Regions from separate parts of the Oryctolagus cuniculus genome. Here region 1 is linked to region 2. A link is a contact called in public Hi-C data. All regions are on one chromosome and are shown on one strand. Each heading gives the region's core, a stretch centred on a gene start, on an enhancer-like site or on the middle of the called end of the contact. The rest is flanking DNA. Distances are from core to core; before and after follow the strand shown. Region 1 holds the start of FBXW11 (F-box and WD repeat domain containing 11). Region 2 overlaps FBXW11 (F-box and WD repeat domain containing 11).

What was found. Hi-C and Micro-C count contacts between places; a contact is called where the count stands out from the background.
Region 1: a Hi-C map of embryonic fibroblasts shows a contact between it and region 2, with 1.6 times the contacts expected there. The contact joins the promoter of FBXW11 here to the enhancer-like site in region 2. A contact is called at or near these places in 2 of 6 Hi-C or Micro-C datasets (embryonic fibroblasts and psoas muscle).

Annotation. Positions count from the first base shown.
Region 1 is chr6:58,693,525-58,697,074 of mOryCun1.1, forward strand. FBXW11 (F-box and WD repeat domain containing 11) reads right to left here and starts at 1,305. Exons shown (of 13, transcript XM_002710378.5): 1 at 1,098-1,305. The coding sequence starts at 1,142. It overlaps LOC127490551 (a long non-coding RNA gene), which reads left to right and starts at 1,508. Exons shown (of 2, transcript XR_007918551.2): 1 at 1,508-1,715; 2 at 2,200-3,550.
Region 2 is chr6:58,649,512-58,653,123 of mOryCun1.1, forward strand. The region is part of intron 1 of FBXW11 (F-box and WD repeat domain containing 11); the gene reads right to left. Among named protein-coding and RNA genes, the nearest start is that of FBXW11, 44 kb to the right of the region's middle. Within about 2 kb of position 2,255, at least 1 of the 8 cell types and tissues checked has an H3K27ac peak or open chromatin away from gene starts, as enhancers often do.

The sequences.
Region 1 (3,550 bases), core at 55-2,554, 43 kb after region 2:
TTGGCAGGTAATTCCTGCCATATTTTATTTCCTCCACCACATCGGCCGCCAATTAGCAAATTCTTCACTTCTGCTAGCCACTCTCGCATGGTCCTGTTTCTAAAAACTCCTCTGGATCCAAGTCGTAGACGGAAAGGGGAGGAGGGTGTCCGTGAACCGGGGAGTATCAGCCAATGGCTTCTAACAGAAGAATGGTCGCTCCCCCCAGGGGCCAAGGAACCCTCCCCCCCTCTTTTTTTTTTTTTTTTTTTTTTTAGAGAGAAGAAAGAATTGGCGGCAGTGATGAGCTCGACGGTCGCCTCGCTCCACCCCCCACCCCACCCCCAATTTCCCAAAGCAGCTCAAGGAAACGTGAAGTTATGGTTTCCCTTTCCAAGGGGATGGAATCCAGAGTACCTGGGGCCTCGCTGTGCAAACATCCCTCTCGGCTGGGTAGGAAACCCTTTGTCCGAGAAGCCTGACACCACAGGAGCCCAGGGAAGAGGCCCCTGATCCGTAACAGCCTCTGATCAGAGAGCTCCCCACCTCCCCAGTCCTGTAGGGCCTATCCCAGGCATCCACACAGCCCTGGGCTGGAGAGAGGGTGCTGAGACCCCTCTTAGGACCCGGAGGCCGAGGCAGCCCGTAACGATCTCCTCTGTACTCTCTCCCACCACCACCTCATTCGGCCTAAGTGGTGCTTGCAAGCGCGGTGCGGGCCTGAGCCAGAGAAATACAAGGTGCGCGCGCGGGGGGGGGGGGGGGGGGGGATGATCGCCTCCTAAAAGAAAGAGAATGAGATGCTAGCACGATGTGACCTAAAGCTACAGCATGAACGAGCGAGGGTCGTTCCGAAAGATGGGCCGGAGACGGGACAGGGACGGGGGGGGGTGGGGGGAGAACCGAGGGGCATGGAGGGGGCCGGGCCAAGTCCGGCCTGAGATCTCGAGGGATCGGGAGGCACCGCGCTGGGCCCGAGGCCAGGACACGGCTGGCCCGGATCTGGGCCGAGGCGGCGGGGAAGGGCCAAGGCCAGCCTCGCGCCGGACGTTGAGGTGGGCAGGCCCGCCTGGGGCCGGACGGACGGAAGAACGGACGGTCCAGCGGGCCGCACTCACCATGAGCTCGATGGTCTTGTCTTCAATCACCGAGTCGGGCTCCATGGCGGCCCCGGCGGCCCCGCCTCGCTCTCCCCGCGCAGCAGCGAACGGCCCGGGCGGAGGAGGCGACGGCGGAGGCTGCAGAGGCGGAGGCGGCTCTCGCACCCACTCTAGCTGCCAGCCCGCCCGGGCCGCCGGCAGCTCCGCCCTCCCCCTCGGCGAACGCAGTACGCACGGCGGGCACTACAGCTCCCAGCAGGCGCCGCGGGCCCCGCAGAGCGTTGTGGGAACGAGAAGCCGACCCCGAGCCGAGCTTTCCTGATAGCCGGAAGCCAATTCTGAGCCGAAAGTAGCACTGCCCTGTGAACGCGGGACGTACAGACCAGAAGAATTAAGGGCTGGCTCGGGGTAGGGTCTCGGGAGCGCCACGACTACATGTCCCAGAAAGACTTGCGCGCAGGTTCTCCTTCCGGCTGCCTTCTCTTGACTTCCTGGCAGCCTAAGGCTGCGGAGACCGGGACGGAAACTCGGAGACGACTCCCCGCTTGTCAGAGATCCTGCGTGTGCGACCAGTTTCCGCACATGCGCGATGGGTGTCTGCAGTGCCCATTCGACGCCTAAGTAGCGAGGCTTCGGGTCCGCCGGTGCTTGGGGGAGGGCGAGGGGGAGGTGGTGGAGACTGATGGATTGAGTGCATTAGGAAGGTGGGCTCTTGGGGCTCAAGTGTGGGAAGAGGACGGCAAGAGAGAGAAGCTTGACCGAGGGAAGCAGCTGGAAGGGTATGGGAGGACTGAGGGGGCTGGAGATGAAGTTGGGGAAGGGGGATGCTGACGTGCTGTGGGCCTGTCTGGCTGCCCCACGGATTAGGAGCTGAGAGACCAAAGGGAACGTGCGTGGGCTGAGCCGCTCTTCCTCATTCATTCGTTCAGAGCTGCTTTGTAAGCATCCACCTTTGCCGCGTACAGCTGTAGGCACAGGGAGTCAGCTCTCAACATGACTCTGTTCTCGTGGAGTTTAATTGTGAGAGGAAGGCGGCAGACACGAACGGGAAGAATGGCAGGTGCTCAGAAGCAAAACTTGGAGACTCCTCTCAGTTGAACTCAGCCTCCTGACTTTGCAGACTTCGCCATTCCTCTGACCAGAACCCAGCGGGAACACACGGAGGGTTGAACGCATTGCTTTTCCTGCTAGTTGAAGTGAGTGAGAGCACACACCAGGAGAAGCCGGAGGAGGGCGTCTCAGGAAGGTGATCCGGGAGACTTGAGGCCGTCGAGACTGTCAGGCAGTGGTGGTCATTCGTTGATCGTCCATCTCAATAAATCTTATCAGAAGGAAGGGAATTTTGGGTAGAGGCTTAAGCTTTAGTTGGTAAAGGAGCAGCAGCCCCCTCCAACTAACTGGAATGGGTGTTTGGTCATTTTTTGTGGTTTGGACAACATTGGTGTTTTATCTGCATTCAGGCATGATTAAGGATGGTCTCGGTTTTTGTCTTGACCACTCCTGGTCACAGCTTGGCCTTGTCTGATGTTAATGTTCTGTCCAATGATTCGTGTTCTACATGAGTGTACGAGGCCTAGCGGTCAGCTGTCATCTACTGATGTTACAGCCTGGATGATTGTACCAGGCCAGCTTCCAAGTGCTTTCCATTTTCCTCAAGTGTTTTTTCATTCTCACACCTGTAAAGCAAAGGGACTGGATGACCTAGAAGTGTTTGCATTTCCGAGAGCTAAATTATTGCAGTGATTTGTATGCATTGAAGACAGTGTTAAGTTTCATGCAGGTAGAGTTTGAAGTTTCATTGTCCTTATCTGGTGCTTTTCACCAAGAAATTGAAAGAAAAGCAATAGGAAGAAACCGGAATTAAACAGTTGCCACCACTAACTTACTGCCTGAATTTCACCAGAGGCAGTGCTGCTGTATCTGGGCCTTGGTTGGAACACTCTAGGGAGTGTAAACAAGGGAATTAAAATTAATGACCTCTGCTTCTGTTACCTATTGCAACATAACAGACCACCCCAAGATTTAGTAGCTTAGAATAACAGAGTTTATTATTTTTTACAATTGTGTGGGTTGACCAGGCTCAGCTAGACCCACATGGTGTAATCTGAAGTTAGTCATGGGCCTGAAATCAGCTGGGGACTCATTCAAAGTGACTTTGTGGCCCCTGCGGTCTCTCTTCACCACATGGCTTCTTCTTTAAAAAAAAAAAAATGATTTATTTAATTTGAAAGGCAGAGTTACAGAGAAGGGAAAAGAGAGAGAAAGATATCTTCCATCCTCTGGTTCACTCCCCAAATGGCCACAACGGCTGGGGCTGGGCCAGACCAAAGCCAGGGACCAGGAGCTTCATTTGGGTCTCCCATGTGTATGCAGGGACCCAAGGACCTGGGCCATCTTCCACTGCTTTCCCAAGTGCATCAGCAGGGAGCTGTATTGGACTTGGAGCAGACAGGAATTGAACCGGAGCCCCT
Region 2 (3,612 bases), core at 1,005-3,504:
ACACAGCTCCAGCTCTGGAATGCTGGCTTTGATGGCTACAGACTCTCCACTCAGTTTCTGCTGAATACTGTCCTCACCTCAAGACAAACAGAGCAAGCACTGATGTTAACCCATATTAGGAATTAGCCTATTGTATCTCACATCTCTGACTGTTGCTTTTCAAGATGCAATAATATTTGTAATGAAAATAAGGCCACAACACTTAAGTCTTCCAGGGCCAGTGTTGTGGCATCTCCTGCAAAGACAGCATCCGAAATATGGATGCCAGTTCCTGTTTTCGGCCACTCCGCTTCCAATCCAGCTCCCTGAAAATGGCCAAGGAAAAACAGTGGAAGATGGTCCACATGTTTAGAGCCCTGCCAACCATGTGGGAGACCGGGATGAAGCTCCTGATTCCTGGCTCCTGGCTTTGGCCTGGTCCAGTCCCAACCATTGTGGTCGTCTGGGAGTGAACCAGCAGATGGAAGATCGATCTCCATCTCTGTCTCTGTCTCTCCCTCTCTCTCTTTAAATCTGACTTTAAAATAAATCTTTAAAAAAAAAAAAGTTTTCTAAAATTCATAACCTAGGTTTCTATTGTTAAAATATTTGATGGCAGGGCCGGCGCCACGGCTCACTAGGCTAATCCTCCACCTTGCAGCGCCGGCACACCAGGTTCTAGTCCCGGTCGGGGCGCCGGATTCTGTCCCGGTTGCCCCTCTTCCAGGCCAGCTCTCTGCTGTGGCCAGGGAGTGCAGTGGAGGATGTCCCAAGTGCTTGGGCCTTGCACCCCATGGGAGACCAGGAAAAGCACCTGGCTCCTGGCCTTGGATCAGCGCGGTGCGCCAGCCGCAGCGCACCGGCTGCGGTGGCCATTGGAGGATGAACCAACGGCAAAGGAAGACCTTTCTCTCTGTCTCTCCTTCTCACTGTCCACTCTGCCTGTCAAAAAAAAAAAAAATCACAAAAAAAAAAAAGAAAGAAAAAAATGCTTGATGGCAATTTATAAGAAATGGCAAACTATCACCAAAATAATTGTATTGCTTTCTGTTACATATATTTTCATTCTTATTAACACATAGTAAAATATGTTACATAGTATACTACATTTGCAATATATGACATATATTAAATATTTTGTATGGACATATTTATGGGGTACAATGTGACATTTCAATACATGTACATGTATAAATGTTGAATTGTACTGTTTTGGAAACAAACCATTATATATTATTCACATTGTAGAATAAACGTTAACTCACAATTTAAAGGCATTTTTCAAAGTCTTTTAAAGAACTGAATATTGGCCCATGGCCTTCAAATGTAAAACACCTTCTTATCTATATAAGATCTTATTATATCAGAATTTGACAATAAACATGTGACACACAACCAAGAAAGTTAATTGTTTAACTCTTTGCACCTATATTCTAGAATCATATACTTATTTGTCGTTTGCTATACCATACAGCACAGGTTATTTTCAGGCTGAGATACACTTGATGGGAAGAAAAGGGCATGGTGAAAAGCAGAAAAGGGAAAGAAGGTGAAAAGCAAAAAAGTATGAGAAGAATGAGGAAAACCAAAGTTTACTATCTGCCAAGTTTTAGAAGTTCAAACACAGGCAAACAATAGTGGAATCAGGACTCAGAGTCCTATACCATACTTTCCCTAAACACAACCTCTTTTTGAAAATTATTTTAATATTCAAACAATTATTTTATCTTGTAAGATCACATGAGACACCAGAACCCACAAGCTAACAAAACCAATATGATCTTCATAGTCCTCTTTGAGACCTGGATAAAAGGCAGTTTCTTTTTAAATTTGTATGCGCCCACATTTTCTGATTTTTTTTGGTCAGTGACCACTTAATACTTATGTAATACTCGAACACTACCTTATGTAATTTAAAGTGATGCATTATTTTAATTATCAACAGTAACTTGACAGTTCAAACAAAAACACATTCTTTTCCAAAGAATTTGGAGCTTATCTTAAACATCTATAGTTAAACTGAGTTAAAATGCTAAGTGCTAGAAAAAATATTTTCCCTAGTAACCCTCAGAAAGAGCAGTGAATATCAAAATCATAGTGTTTTATTCTTGAGGAAATCCAAAGGAAAAAAATCAAACTTGTCCGTTTCACAACTATCATCATCCATGATTCAAAAATGTCACCAGACTTTTCAGAGCTCTCACAGAACCTGGAGAGGAGAAGGATTAGATGTAGGAGGGGGAAGTGGCATCTCTATTCTAAGCAGCATGACACAGAACAGGATGTAACAAAATAATCTATTTCCGGCATAGCCACATGGGTCCTCAGTTGTGCTAGGACCAGTCTGAGGTTCACTTGCCAAGGAGTTACAGATTCCCCCAGCAAGCTCCAAGTCAGATCAGTCTGAACCCAATCCCAATGAAGTTTATCCAAGATCCATAAATCCTGAGACTAGACAGAATTTAACAACAGTTTAATTAAGTACATCTGGGCCTTTGTCAGTTAACATCTGTGGTTCTATTAGGAATGTTGTTCAGTACTAAGGAAAACCACAACTCTTAAGTTTAACTTCATTTTCAAGACAAATGATCAATGTTATGAAAATTTCCAAAAAATAAGATCAAATTGGGAAGGGGATGCAAACAGAACTGTAGAGCTATACCATAACGTACTTTTCCATTCCTACACCTCCACCGGGCAGACAGGAATCCAAGTTTTACAGAGGAAACTGATTGTGAAAGATATCAAATAACTTGTCAGAGATCAAAAGTAGCAGAACTGAATTCTATCTGATCCAGAACCCTTGTTTCCTCCCAAATGTATGTCGCCTGCCATTTCCTCTGCTTGATATTAAACTCCCTAAAATAGCAAGTTCCCCTCATTTATTTTCAAATCCTGTCAACTTGTCATTCATCTACACTGCTGAAGGGGGTATAATTGGTACAATCTCTGGTGTGCAACTTCACAGTACATATTTAAGACGAGAAAAACGTGCACATCAGTTGACTCAGCAATTTCACATGTAAGAAATGCTGTCAAGGAAAAAAATTAAGATATTTCCAGAAATACAGCTAAGAAGATGTTTACCACTTCACTGTTCACAACAGCAAAGGAAAAACACCAACAATAGGGGCTGTTTCAAGAAATTAGACATAACTACAAAGCAGAATATTGTATCTTCACGAGGCAGAAATTTATTTATCTTTATAGACACAGGAAAAAAATTCACAGTATATGAAAACAAAGTTCCAACACACTAGAAGAGGCCCAGGAACTGTAAGTGAATAAAGACAATAAATCAGATCTTATATTATGATCCCATTTTTATTTAATAAATACAAAATATTCAAAAACATCCAGAATTAACTACAAGTGATTTTTATTTTATTCTTTCCGCCTATTGTATCTTTTGAAATGCAGCCAATGTATAATTAGCAATAAAGCACCCAAGCTTCTCGATCATCTCTCCTCCAGGCCACCTCAAACAGAATATGGGCATTTCCGCAGATCTGTTCACAGCAACTTGCCCCATGATGCCAGGTCATTCTCCTTCAAAGAATCTAGAGAGCAGGTGGGGTTAAGGCAGCTATCAGAGTACGGATTACTTCTGAGCTGACAAAGACACTCGAAATC